Regions from separate parts of the Mus musculus genome. Here regions 1, 2, 3 and 4 are each linked to region 5. The links are chromatin contacts, called in public promoter capture Hi-C maps. All regions are on one chromosome and are shown on one strand. The core of a region is the stretch at or near the end of the contact, and the rest is flanking DNA. Distances in the headings are between cores, read along the strand shown.

The links. Promoter capture Hi-C pulls out the DNA fragments that hold promoters and counts their contacts. Capture Hi-C pulls out chosen DNA fragments and counts their contacts.
Region 1: a contact with region 5 is called in a promoter capture Hi-C map of liver, with 5 times the contacts expected there. A contact is called at or near these places in 3 of 39 promoter capture datasets (the C10 cell line, liver and pre-B cells), 3 of 484 Hi-C or Micro-C datasets (CD4 T cells and CD8 T cells) and 1 of 9 other capture datasets (liver).
Region 2: a promoter capture Hi-C map of liver shows a contact between it and region 5, with 2.2 times the contacts expected there. A contact is called at or near these places in 2 of 39 promoter capture datasets (both in liver).
Region 3: a contact with region 5 is called in a promoter capture Hi-C map of liver, with 4 times the contacts expected there. A contact is called at or near these places in 7 of 39 promoter capture datasets (the 3T3-L1 cell line, 3T3-L1-derived adipocytes, cranial neural crest and 4 more), 3 of 484 Hi-C or Micro-C datasets (the N1E-115 cell line, muscle stem cells and palatal mesenchyme), 4 of 130 datasets of targeted methods (astrocytes, embryonic limb bud, forebrain and 1 more) and 1 of 9 other capture datasets (adipose tissue).
Region 4: a contact with region 5 is called in a promoter capture Hi-C map of adipose tissue, with 3 times the contacts expected there. A contact is called at or near these places in 1 of 39 promoter capture datasets (pre-B cells) and 2 of 9 other capture datasets (adipose tissue and liver).

Annotation. Positions count from the first base shown.
Region 1 is chr19:24,476,068-24,478,767 of GRCm38.p6, reverse strand. Fam122a (family with sequence similarity 122, member A) reads left to right here and starts at 1,294. Exons shown (of 1, transcript NM_026520.3): 1 at 1,294-2,700. The coding sequence starts at 1,412. The coding sequence ends at 2,266. The region is part of intron 1 of Pip5k1b (phosphatidylinositol-4-phosphate 5-kinase, type 1 beta); the gene reads left to right.
Region 2 is chr19:30,231,631-30,234,330 of GRCm38.p6, reverse strand. Mbl2 (mannose-binding lectin (protein C) 2) reads right to left here and starts at 1,403. Exons shown (of 6, transcript NM_010776.2): 1 at 1,319-1,403; 2 at 560-670; 3 at 176-359. The coding sequence starts at 350.
Region 3 is chr19:29,520,610-29,523,309 of GRCm38.p6, reverse strand. A930007I19Rik (RIKEN cDNA A930007I19 gene) reads left to right here and starts at 1,323. Exons shown (of 4, transcript NR_015567.3): 1 at 1,323-1,420; 2 at 2,341-2,462. Ric1 (RAB6A GEF complex partner 1) reads right to left here and starts at 1,028. Exons shown (of 26, transcript NM_001081319.1): 1 at 644-1,028. The coding sequence starts at 787.
Region 4 is chr19:29,647,134-29,649,833 of GRCm38.p6, reverse strand. Ermp1 (endoplasmic reticulum metallopeptidase 1) reads left to right here and starts at 1,419. Exons shown (of 15, transcript NM_001081213.2): 1 at 1,419-1,798. The coding sequence starts at 1,479.
Region 5 is chr19:27,428,668-27,431,367 of GRCm38.p6, reverse strand. C030016D13Rik (RIKEN cDNA C030016D13 gene) reads right to left here and starts at 1,331. Exons shown (of 1, transcript NR_027987.1): 1 at 1-1,331. It overlaps Pum3 (pumilio RNA-binding family member 3), which reads left to right and starts at 1,460. Exons shown (of 18, transcript NM_177474.5): 1 at 1,460-1,576.

The DNA.
Region 1 (2,700 bases), core at 45-2,544, 3.0 Mb after region 5:
TGAGACTCCATCTCAAACCATAACAGATAAAGCCCAAGCCTATTATTCCCCTGCCTAATACTGCTCAGGGACTTATAATCATAGGACTGGGCGCTCAGTCCGTTGACCTCTCAGGTCACCTGTCTCCTTCTTGATTTTTCTTTCCTTGTTCTTCCCCAGACGGGTGGGTATGTTGGCCCTTCGCATTGGTTGGAACACTCGGCCCTGCCCCCACCTCCCACAGTCCACAGGATTTGTCATTTACAACTGAACTCTGCCCAACTGCCCCTCAAGGGCTATATATAGGTAGTGCTTGACCACACCGTCCCACTTCTACCTCCAGCCATACCACCAAAAGTCCCCTATTTTCTCATCCCCCACTCCCACCCAGTAGAAACTGAATGTCCTCACACAAGTCCATTTCCTAGCACAGTACCTGGTACATAGTAAGTAGGTATGCCCGAATAGGAGACTTGACTGAATAAATGAACACATACAACTTCCCTGTTAATGAGATACAAAGTTTTGTATTAATTACATAAGCTAAAAATCTGTTGATCTATGAATGTGTCTTTTTTTTTTCTTTCATTGGATTCCCACACCAAGTGAACATTAGTATGTGCACGGTTAACGGCAGAAATATGACAACTTTTTTAAAAAAGATGTCACAAAGCTTCTTCCTCCCAACCGCCTTAAGTCTACTATTCTCTCTTGGCCCTCCCCGATTCTGTCCTAGTGTAAATCAACCTCCTCTTTGGCCTTTTCCCTGTAGGTTCTAATCCCATGTCTTCTTCCTCAGACCTCAGCCAAAGGCTGCTCCTGTACCCTAATATGCTTCCTTGAGAACGCCCGGGAGTTCATTGTTCTCAAAAAAAGCCCAGAACTTGCTCTTGTCCACCATCAGGCTAACAACCCTGTCCTCCTGGTTCCTGTCTGTCACCTAGCTGGGTAGCAGTGGCTCCCTGCTTCCAGTCCAGTTTTACAAAGCGCCGCCGTGGCCTCCTTCAGACTTCCCTCTGGGAAGCCCACCAGGCCGGGCCAAGCTCAATCATGAAGCCCCACATCACCAAGGGCCTATCTTTCTGAGCTCACACTTGCTTCATAAGCACATACACTTCTCAATGCCCCGGCCTCCGTAACCTGCCTTCCCGCGAGCCCGCGCCCAGTGACTATTTGCGGAAGAAACGAACACTGGAGTCGCCCAACCACTGCTCGCCCCCTGCCCCCGCCGCGGCGCCGCAGCCATGACGCACTAAGCTGGCGCCGCGAGAACGGGCGTGCCAGGGCGCCTGCGCGAAGGGGCACGCCTGCGCAGAGGCGCGAACCCGCTGACAGATTCTCGAAGGCGGCGGCGGCGGCGGCGGCCTTGGGCCGCGGGGAATGGGAGTCCCAGGGCCCTGACTGAGCACCGCCCCCGCCTCCCGGCCGCGCCATGGCTCAGGAGAAGATGGAGCTGGACCTGGAGTTGCCCGCGGGCGCGAGCCCGGCGGAGGGCGGCGGCCCTGGCGGCGGGGGCCTGCGGAGGTCTAACAGCGCCCCCCTGATCCACGGCCTCAGCGACTCGTCGCCGGTGTTCCAGGCCGAGGCGCCCAGCGCCAGACGGAACAGCACGACGTTCCCGAGCCGCCACGGCCTGCTGCTCCCGGCCTCGCCGGTCCGAATGCACAGCAGCCGCCTGCACCAGATCAAACAGGAGGAGGGCATGGACCTGATCAACCGAGAGACCGTTCACGAGCGCGAGGTGCAGACCGCAATGCAGATAAGCCACTCCTGGGAGGAAAGTTTCAGCCTGAGTGACAACGACGTGGAGAAATCCGCCTCCCCGAAGCGCATCGATTTCATTCCGGTGTCTCCGGCACCGTCCCCGACCCGGGGAATTGGGAAGCAGTGTTTCTCACCGTCCTTGCAAAGTTTTGTGAGTAGCAACGGACTGCCTCCAAGTCCCATTCCCAGCCCAACCACCCGATTTACCACCCGGAGAAGCCAGAGTCCCATCAACTGCATTAGACCAAGTGTTCTTGGACCATTGAAAAGAAAATGTGAAATGGAAACTGATTATCAGCCAAAGAGATTTTTCCAGGGCATCACCAACATGCTGTCTTCTGACGTTGCACAGCTGTCAGACCCCGGTGTGTGCGTATCTTCCGATACCCTGGATGGAAACAGCAGCAGTGCCGGATCTTCCTGTAACTCACCAGCGAAAGTCAGCACTACCACCGACTCTCCTGTGTCGCCCGCCCAAGCAGCCTCCCCCTTTATTCCAGTAGATGAACTTTCCTCAAAGTGACTCACTCATCTTGAATCCCCCTCCCCCAATGGAGAGACAAAAAAACAAAAACAAACAAAAAAAAAAAGAAAGAAAAAAATCAAGTTAGAGCAAGCACTGAACTTTGTCGATTACGTTAAAGCCGTTTCCTATTTGACTCTTCCCTCTTTTTGGAAATTCCTGAAATGTTATTCTAGAGAATTTCTATGTCAGGTTCCTGGGGATGCCCTTGAATTCAGTGTAGTAATATTTTCGGACTTTTTATCAATAAGTGTGTTGAAGCATACATTTTACGCTGCTAATATGTCTAAATACATATGTTATCCCTTGATTTTTTAAATAATTGAGAGCTCTATTTATTTATGGGATTATTAAGTTCTGATGAAAATATAAATGTTGAATTTCAGTTTAGTAAACTGATGTTTTAAAATTCCATAGTTCATGGCACACTAATT
Region 2 (2,700 bases), core at 154-2,653, 2.8 Mb before region 5:
TGCTCTTCCAGAGGTCCTGAGTTCAATTCCCAGCAACCACATGGTGGCTCACAACCATCCGTAATGAGATCGGATGCCCTCTTCTGGTGTGTCTGAAATACTCACATACATAAAATAAATAAATACATAAAGTAAATAAATCTTTAAGAGAAAAAGAAAACAGTTTAATGCACACCTGGTTCTCCCTTTTCTCCCTTGGCACCGTCACGTCCATCTTTGCCTGGGAAGCCATTCAGGCCTGGAGAACTGCAGGTAACCACAGGGCAGGAATTTTGAACACCTTCGGTTAAGGTCTCTGCATAAACCACTGTCACCACACACAGCAGAAGGAAGGATGTGAAAATGGACATGCTCCTCACCTGGGGGTAAGGAAAATCATGGAGGATTTTTCAGTATGTTTGTACCAACCTTGCCTCTGTCCTATAACTTGGGGACAGACATTGTACAGGTGAATTAGTCACGCTAAAGGTGAGGTCTGGATTTGGGTATTTTGAAAATCAAGCATTCCTTGTGATACTGCGTGGTTATTATTTTAACGAAAATAAGCATAACAGCATACGTGCAGGAGACGCCCTTCTGAGGGAGGTCACTGGTGTCCAGGTCTCTGGTGTCACTGCAGGCAGGGAGAGCCAAACAAGTTCACACCTCCAACTTACCAGTGTCTGATGGCCTAGGGGTTGAGAACGAGCGGAGACACTATGTTCAGAAGGCTCTCACATGTGTGCCACCATCAGCAGCCCCAATCCTATTTTCACACTGGAAAAGATGGTTTCTCTCCAAAACCAGTTAGATAGGCTTTCCTCCGTTTCTAGCAATAAACTATAGGCTAGTGATTAAGAGAGACAGGGTCAGACCCCAGTTGCATAGTAAGTCTACTAGCCTAGCCCTGAATGAACTTGAACTTCCTAATAGTGTGTTTCCATGCAGCAAGGCAGGGCTGCTGGGGAAAGCAATTTCTCTGTCTGTCAGTTTCTCTCTAGTCCATTCCTCTCTACTTCGTAGATTTCCCCATGCCAGAACTGCTGTCAACTAGACAACCTGCCTTGAATCCTTCTTTGAACATTGTATCTATCCTTCCCAGTTTTCTTCCAGCTGTTCCTTACTAAGAAATCATAACAGCCCAGCCCTAAGGGTCTTAGATCCCAGGACACTGTCTTTGTAAAGTCATCTTTGCAAACAGATCATTAAGAAAACTGTCCTGTGTCCAGGCAAGCAGAGACAGTGCTGCCGCCAACACGATTTCTGCCTGGTGTGCCTCTTACCTCTGGAGTTTAATCAGATCCCCAGACTTTGGCTATAGGAACCCAAATCCACTCACCAGATATGATATTTCAGGGCTTTGGCACAGCAAAGACTCAGGAGGCAAGGAAGCTCCTCTTCCACCAGAACAGATGCCTCAAAGTGAGGGAGGAGCTAAACCTGACTTTAAAAAGATAATCCAAGCTGACCTTCAACCCCAGATTAATAAACAACTCTCTTTGGGACTGTATTATACGCTTTTTAGGAGGATTCACCAGAGGCCTGCAGTAAGTGCAGCATGGCTGTCTACCTTAATGCAGCGCCATTTCCCGCTTCAACTGACACCCATTTTGCTAATTCTCATGACTAAGTTGCCCTAACAAGCAGGTTCAAGTGGTTAGTCATGTCAGTTTCCTTGCTTGCCATTCAGAAACACACACATATATATGCTCTGTGCACGCTCACTCCATTCACATACACATGCATACACTCTAAGGGGCAGCAGAGATCCTGTTGCTGTCGATATGCAAGAACACTTCTGGACTCCACACTATAGTCTTCAGTCTGGGCTATCCTCGCTCTTTAGTACTCTTCCCTTGGGCTCTTCCTCTTCTATTCAATGATTCTCATCTCGGAGAAACTTACCAAGATCTTATTTAAAGTAGTTCTGCAGGGTCCTCTTACCTGAGGCTGTGTTTGTAATGATAACAATGCATTGTTGGAATCATTTGATAATTATCATATGGGTCTGGTTCCTTATTTTTAGGATACTGTCTTCCAATTTCATCTGTCACATGATTTCATTCTTTTTTGAAGCCAGGTAATAATTTGTGTGTATACCATATAGTTGGAAGCTTCAGTTTTTTAACCCAAAATACTAAAAACAACCCAATCCTCCTTCATCTGTGAATGAGAAGCTGATATGTCATATAATGGAAAACTCTAAAAAATAAAATAAAATTACTTATTTATGCAATGAAGGACAAATCTCATGGGTCCTGTTTTAAATTAAAGCTCTATTTCAAGTGTTTATAAACTGTATTACTCTATGAAATGATTAATAAATCCATGGAGAACAAATTATTGGTTGACATAGATCTCTGGGTAGTGTATAAATTTAAAGGTGTATGATCAGAACGTTTTATTGGTCAGAAAAAAAATCTACCTTGACTATGGTTGCTATATAAACTTATGATTTTTTTTTTTGTTTCATAGGATTAAATAACAAGAACAAGAGGCACATAAATAATTACCCCCCTAAAAATCTGTATCTTATTATCTTTTTTGTACCAATCCATTTTGTGGTCTTGGTATTTATTCTACATGTCATATATTAGAACCTATGGTAAATGATAGATGAAGGAACAATGGGAATTTTCTGTGATAATTTCTCAATTTGTGTGAGATTAAGATGATTTTAAAAGAAGGGGATTTCAAAAAGGACTATAAAAAAGACGTGTG
Region 3 (2,700 bases), core at 74-2,573, 2.1 Mb before region 5:
CAGGACTGTAAATTCTGACACTTGGTAAAGACCAACAGGCTTTCCGGAACTCCACTAAACAACAACCTTTAAAGCAGGGGTGGGGGGTGGGGGAGCGGGGACGCCACAGCTGCCGGAGTGCTGGGGGACGCTCCAACAGATTGGCTCGGCGGCAATGGGGGCAGAGAGGCAGGCAAGTCTGGGCTCCGCCAGGGAGCTCCAGGCCTGGCGCGCGGCTGTGGGTGCCACGCGGGGACTGGGGTGCAGTGGAGACTGTCCGCGCGCGGCTCCAACTCGAGAGCGAGGGTCGCTCGGGGTAAGTCGGGACCGGCTGGGGTCGCTCGGGGGTAGTTAGTTGGGACGGGACCGCCGTCGCTCCCTCGGAGGGAGTCGGGACTGGCCGGGGTCGCTCGGGGGAAGTCGGGACCGGTCCGGGGTCGCTCGGCGGCAGTCGCGCCAGTTCCAGGGTCACTATAGGGAGGGTGATCAGGATGGTTCTGGGTTCGCCCGGGGTTAGTTGGGACCGGACGGTGGTCGTTCGGAGGGAGTCGGGACGGGGCCAGGGTCGCTCGGGGAGAATCGGGACTAGATCCGGGCCTCTCTGGGGAAGTCGGGACCGGACAGGGGCCGCTCGGGGGAAGTCGGGACGCCGGCGCCTACTTACTCGGCTGTACCAGATGCTGAGGCGGGCCGGGGCCAGCACGGCGAAGAACGCTCTCCGAGGGTCAGACTGGACGTGGAGCGGCGCCTCGGCCGGGCTCCGCGGCGCGCAGAGCAGCCTCTTGGGCCAGCCGCTCAGGAAATACATGGTCCGCGCGCGGCCCCGACAGCCCCCCGGCGGCCCCGGCCGTGTCTGTCACGCTCGGCGGCCCCGGGCCAGGCGCCCACCTCCCACACCGCCACCGGCCGAGTCGGCGGCGGCGACAGCGGCAACTCGGGGCATCTGCCCGGGGGCCGGGCCGGGCCGGGCCGACGCGATGCTGCGCGACGCAGTCTGGGACGCTGACCGGCCGAGGGTGGGGGAGGCGGGCGGCCAGTGGGCCCGCGGCGGGAGGAGCCGAGGCCGGCCCGCCCCGCTCGCCGCTCGCGTCAGCACGCCGCACGGCGCGGGGAGGCTCCGCCCGGCTCCCTCGGACCGCCCCGCGTCAGAACGCAGGCCGCGGGGCAGGACGTCGAGGGCTCGGGACGCCTTGCTGGCTGGCGACCTGGCGCGTGGAGCTGGGGACCGGGATGAGGCGACAGGCTCAGTCAGTGACAATCGGAGCGGCCGGGCCCACTTGCACGATCCCTGGATTGGCGCGACCTCCGGGGTTGAAGGGGGCGGGGCGAGCGGAGCGCGCGTCACGTGACTCCCGGGCTGCGCTTGGAGCTGGGTCTCTGCGACTCCAAGGCTTGGGGTTCGAGTCTGTACCCACAAATCCTTTGTGTGCTGCGGTTTAAAGTGAGAGCTGGTGATGTCCCTGGCCGTACAGAGCTTACATTCTAGGCAGGCTCTTTATTCAGTCACTAAAGTGCTTCAGTCTTGTCTGCCTGTTTAGTTATTAATGCTAGGCGAAGCCAGATGGGGTCTTTTGCAGCCCCAGTAAACTGTTCAGGAAAAGAAATGGACTTAGGTTTTGTGTTGATCCAGACTGGAGATACCGTATTGATGTTTTTAATTTGGGGGTTGGGAGGAATGAAGGGGTGCTCAACTTTTGGACCTGGAACCTTAAAAATAGCTGCAGCTTTTTGTAACTCTTTCAAAGTTTAAAAGTAACAACAAAGTAACAATCCGGATTTTAATAACAATGTAACTTTCCGTAATTGTTCTAACGCTTGCTTTTCGAAGACGTTGACTAAAGTCCCAGCTCACTAGCCTTTTGTTTCCAGAGGATCTCCTAGAATCTCTGTCCTGGTGTGTCCCACAGGCCAACACAGCATTCCTGGGATATTTTAAGCAGAGCAGACCTGAAAACTATTTTTCAGATTTTCATCTGTGTGGACGGAATCTTGATGATCCGAGTTACACCCGCTGGATAAATCAAGAGGTCCAGAGAGGTCTCTGCCTTGCCAATATAAAATCATAGAAGAACTTCGTTGTCTAGTACTTTTCAGACAGAGTTGTACACGTGGCAGAGGAAGTGAAAATGTGCTGCAATTCCATTGAGAATGTTTGCTCTACCTCTACTTCAGTGTGTTCATGTGCCTCACCAGTGTGTCTGCAATCATGGGCAGTGTAGATGTTTCTAAGTAATTTTTAATTGTTTTTTTTTTTGACCTCACTTACTGGTGAGCTTCTGGGTGGGATTCTCCTCCTGTGATCTTTTGTAGCAGCTAAGGTCTACAAAAAAATTAAGAGGATGCTTTGATTTAATTCCACAGAAAACCACAGATGATGGTGCTGGATCATCGCTAGTTAAAGTGCTGGATATGCCCAAGGTCACATGGCCTAAGAAAAACTGCTCTCCCTTCCAAGGACCCAGCAGTCTTTAGACCAGCTCAAGGTGAAGTGTGAGAGTGGCCTGAACATGGACAGGAGGAGGAGACCCTCTGGTCCTTTCTCACTTGGGAGTGATGGGTAAAATATCTCACTGTAAATCTCCCTAAGTGTTACCCACTGTGACTGAAACGTTATATAATATAGACCGACCTGAGGTTCAAAGATCATACTTTAACATTGTGAAATGTGCTAACAATTCCAGTGCTCAAATCTTCTGTCCCCCCGTACCCCCCCCCCATCAC
Region 4 (2,700 bases), core at 170-2,669, 2.2 Mb before region 5:
CTTCCTTTCAGATAACTCTAGCTTGTGTGTCAAGTTGATAGAAGACTAGCCAGCACAATTGTGTTTATATGATGTGTTTGCAAGTGTGTTTGTATGAATTGTGTGTTTGTATTTGAACACTCGTGTGTGCTTAGGTCAGTAGACACCTTGTGGGAGCTGGTGTTCTCCTTCCACCATGGGCCTAGTAGGGAAATGAAAGGTTGTCAGGCCTTGGGGGAAATCAGGGATGGACACATTTATCTTCTGATCCATCTTGTTAGTTCAAGAATATCTCTTCGGGAGCTAGAGAAAGTACCCAAGGAGCTGAAGGGGTCTGCAACCCTATAGAAGGATCAACAATATGAACTAACCAGTACACCCCAGAACTGTGTCTTTAGTTGCAGATGTAGCAGAGGATGGCCTAGTTGGCCATCATTGGGAGGAGAGGCCGTTGGTCTTGCAAAGATCATATGCCCCAGTACAGGGGAATGTCAGGGCCACGAAGCAGGAGTGAGTGGGTTGTGGAACAGGGCAGGAGGAGGGTATAGGGGACTTTCGGGATAGCATTTGAAATGTAAATGAGGAAAATATCTAATAAAAAATGAAATATCTAATAAAAAAGAATATTTCTTCGGAACCTTTGTTTTTAGAGTGCCCTGTGTGTCCGCGGAACAGAGCAGAAGGCTGTCTTGGGATCCCATTTGTCCTTCATTTGCTGTCTTTATGTTCTTCAATATTAAATAGGAATGAAAATATTTTCTTTTCAAAGTCTGTACTTAGCACACTGCTTGACTCAGCAGCTATTCATTAAATTATAGGTATTGTTATCTGTTAAATGAAAACAGCACTAGCCCTGGTAATTGGGGTTCTGTGTCTCCCTACTTCCTTCCCTGCCTCCTCTAGCTGCTCACCTTTGTAGCCCTGGTTGGCCTGGAACTCTCTACGTAGACCAGGCAGGCCTCTAATTTGTGTAAATCCTGAGTGCTGGGATTACAAATGCTTTTTTTTTTTTTTCCAAAAAAATTTTTTTTAAAAGACAGGATCTTTGTTATGTATTCCACTCTAGGCACAAAATAGGGATCCTCCTGTGGCCATCCTTCCTAGTGCCAGGATTACACCTTTGTCCAGTCCTGGTTGTGAAGTCTTACTTATTGATTTGGTAGGCAGAATCCTCCTTTTCCCAGTATTCATCAGCCCAGCGCAGGATAAATGCCTCGTGTATTCTGTTAAAGCGGCCTTGCACTTCTCTCTTGCTTAGGGCTGCTCATTTCTAGGTTTATGGGTGTTTTTCCCTTTGACAGTCTGCTGGCACCAGGCTGGGTGTCAGCCTGTGCCACCAAAGATCTCAGACTCAGGCACCAGGGAACAGCGAGGCGGACCAGCCAATCAGAAGAAATTTGGCCCTCTGCAGTTTCCGTCCGCTCACTAGGAGGCGCTGCGGAGGCCGCGGTGGCCCGGACTGTCGCAGGCTGGGGCGGTTGGTGGTGGCAGTTGCCGCCATGGAGTGGAGCTCGGAGTCAGCGGCTGTGCGGCGGCACCGCGGCACCGCGGAGCGTCGGGAGGGAGAGGCGGCCGCGTCGCACCGGCAGAGAGAGGCCTCAGCGCAGGAGGATGCGAAGGGCGTCGGGAGGATGTGGGGGAAGACGGAGAACGGCGGCGGGAGCCGGGTTGCGAAGACCGCGCTGTCCGAGGCGCGCACGGCGCTGGCGCTCGCACTCTACCTGCTCGCGCTGCGGGCGCTCGTGCAGCTCTCGCTGCAGCGGCTGGTGCTGAGCCGGACCTCGGGGCTCCAGGGCGAGTTCGACGCGCGCCAAGCCAGGTACGGCCGATCGGCCCGGCCGCGAGTCCTCTGCGGCCCCGGGGTGGGGGAGCGCCTGGTGGGTGAGTCCCGCGCGGGTGAGCCCGGCGCCACTGTGCCCCAGGCGGAGGAGGCCGGCGCTGCTGTATGCAGAGTCCCGGGGTCCTTGGGCGCACCTCGGTGGGAAGTGGGATGATCCTGCGCGTCCTCCGGGGGTCTGAATTGCGGGTACTCCGGGCTTCCTCGGCTCCCTCTTTCGCTTTCTTGGGGTGGCCAGATCGATTGAGTCTGCTTTCTCATCCACTCTCTTCCTCCTGCAGATGATTGGTTGTTCACACGCTTCATCATTCTCCTCTCTTTCTCGAGCAACTTCCACTTTTTACTTTGGTTAGTTCTCTGCATTTAAAATGAGATGGAGAGTGAGGTTTTTGTGCCAGGGCTGCATTACCAAGTCTTTCTGGGATGGTGTGGGAGAGGAGTAATGTAGTGCGTGCTAACCTTTCTAAGCACCACAGCCCTCATATCTGAAAGCTGTGGAAGGAGACTCAGAGTACATCCAGACAGAATTATGCCTGTAATTTCTGAAGGTCGCAGATGGTCTATGGCTCTTCTGTACTACGGATTGTATAGGGTTCAACATTTTTTATTTTATTTTATTTTTTATTTTTTTTAAATATTTATTTATTTATTATATGTAAGTACACTGCAGCTGTCTTCAGACACACCAGTCAGATCTCCTTAAGGATGGTTGTGAGCCACCATGTGGTTGCTGGGACTTGAACTCAGGACCTTCAGAAGAGCAGTCGGGTGCTCTTACCCACTGAGCCATCTCACCAGCCCCATTTTTTATTTTTTTTATTCTATTTATTTACTTGTTTATTTTTCGAGATAAGGTTTCTCTGTGTAGCCCTGGCTGGAACTCC
Region 5 (2,700 bases), core at 82-2,581:
TTTCTAGTGCTTCAAGGCAGGAAATAGCCAGACCCCCCCCCCCACACACACATGTGCCCTTGACTTCCCTAATGGTCATCTTTTAAAGGCTGTAATAGCCATTCCCAGCCCAGGTCTCGCCGTACAAGAAAAAAGTAAAATAAAATCCCAGACCACCCTGGAAAGTAACCCCCCACCCCAGAATCCTGATATATTTCCCCATCCCCCAATTCTGCCCAGTTCTCTGTTGCTTCTCTTCCAAGCAGGGCAACCACCCTCCTTAGCTTTTCCCTCCAAATTAATCCCTTGCCTGAGCTTAGTTGTGCAGCAAGACTTTGTGGTATTCCTTGGCTCCTGACTGCCAGGATACCTTTTGGAGCAGAACTGTCACAGGGAAAATTTTCTATGAGCCAGAGCAAAGCTGTAACACCTGCATCAGGGAAACTTTCCCAGCAGCTGAAGCCTTCCCCTAACAGAGCCGTAACACTTAAAGATGTGTTACCAGCGACACAAGAGACAGTGTCCACAGGGAATTATAGTCTCTAAGCTTATTTGCAAGCTATCTTAACAAACTGACAAGTGTTCTCACAACAAAGACGGAAGAGAATGAAAGGCAGGGGCAGGAGTCAGGTATAAGCCAAGGAACGTCTGAAGCACCAGATGCTGAAGATACATGGGACGTCCACTCACTCCTTGGGGCTTCAAAAAGGGCCCCCTGCTCAACCAACTAACATCTGCATTTCAGAACAGTTAGGCAGTAAGGTTCTGTTGTTTGGCGCGACGTGGGATCCCCTGGAACTGCCGCCATGTAGGTGCTGGGAAATGAACCCAAGTCCTCTCCAAGAGCAGAAAACAGCTTAGCCATCTCTGCAGCCCCCAAGACCAAGTTTGTTTCTATTGCTTCCTCGCTAAAATGGAGTAATACCTTAAATATATATCCTAAAGTGGAACCGTGGGGGAAAAAATGCATGCCCAAGAACGGGCCTACATTAAAAACGCCACACACACATTTATGGAAAGAGCTTTTCACAATATTTGACTGTGCTCCGTTCTTTACACTTATGGTTCCCGAGGGATCTAATTTATCCGGAGATTCGCAGCTAGGGTGGGAAATAAGGGAGACATGGGTGTTGGCAAACACGATTACAACAGAAGAGACTCCGGTACAGCTTTTACCCTCCAGGCTAGACTAACGACGCAAACAGACACTAACGAGCGAGCTGTCCCAACGCTAACCCAGCTTGCAGACTTCGCTGTCTTTTAACTCCTTCAGGACCTGGGTGGCCCTCGCGAGAACCCGCGTCGTTCCCAGAAATCTGCAGGCTCAAGCGTCACTTTCCCAAGCCACGGACTCGTCTTCCACGGGACGGATCCCTTCGAGGGCCAAAACTCATGCAGCCCTCTCAGACGAGAGGTGTGGCGAAAATGGACCAACAGGAACTACGGATTTCGTGTTTCCTAAGCTCCACCCCTTGACCCCAGTACCAGGACGTAACGCTACAATCAGCGGATCCGGGGCGGGGCAGAACGCGGAAGCGGAAGCGGAAGCGGCGGGGGGTGGTGGCGGAACTCTGCGAGTTTCTGCCCCACGTGTGCGGTGAGTGTTGTGGAGAGTTTGGTGCGGGAAGTGTGGGGCGAGTGTCCGCCGGCCGCTCGGGAGCGGGGAGCTCTGCGGGGTGGTGGGCGAGCGGCGTCTTCAGCTCCATCTCCGGGACGGTCTACCTGGCCGCTTCTCTGGCCCGGAGTTGGAGGAACCCTGGCGAGGGCAGGGGTTAAGCCCTCTCTGTTAACTTGATTATTGTAGAGCTAAAGGAACAAGTTTCGCTGTCAAACTCCGGCCTGTGCGAGTCACAGTCAGCCCACTCGTCCCGTGTCAGACGTTGTGCATAGGAGCAGTGCAGGGAAAACTGAAGCGATCCATAAGCCAAGCATGATGGGAGGCAAGAGTATTTTAAACAGAGGCAGTGGGATGTCCCGGAGGTGGAAGTCAGGAGTAAGGCGCGGACTGGACAAAGAGGAAGGTAGAACTGTGGAGCCTTGGTGTCGAGTCTCTTTATTTTTGTGTAGTGGGAAGTATTTTGCTTTGTGTTCCTAGGCATATAAAATAATGAAGGATTATTAGAAAAGATCGGGAGGCTCATGGTAGGTCTTGACTCTCTTAAGGAGATTTTTGATGATTTGCATTGAGTGTTGGTAGTAGAGACAGAGGTATCTTTAAGGAGACTGCAGGATAACTTACTGTTGGGTACACGATGACTACCAAAGAAGTGAACATCAGGAGCCGTGCTCCAGTTTTCTCTCTGCGAAGTGGAGTAGATGGTCCCCGTTGAATACAGCAGGAATAGACAGGGAGAGAAAGATAGTAATTTGTAGTGGAATGCAGAGGATTGTGTCTCAGACATTAAGCATAAGACGCCAGTTATATACATAATCAAGAAGTGTTGAGGACTCAGGTCTGTGTAGGACGTTATCTCAGGGTCCCAAGGCTGCACAGTCTAGAATACCTAATTTGCTTGTCTTGCTCTTGGATTAGCCGTTAATTTGATTGCTTAGTAACTTGGTGAACAGTGCTTTAAGTGACCAGGGTTAACATCATCATGACTGCCGCATAGCTTTGTCACTGTGAGAGCAGCACTTCTTTGCTGTCATGTGCCACCCCTTCCCCTGGCCCAAGCATAACCTCAGTCTAATAATGAAAATCTTAAACTCCCAAAGGGGACA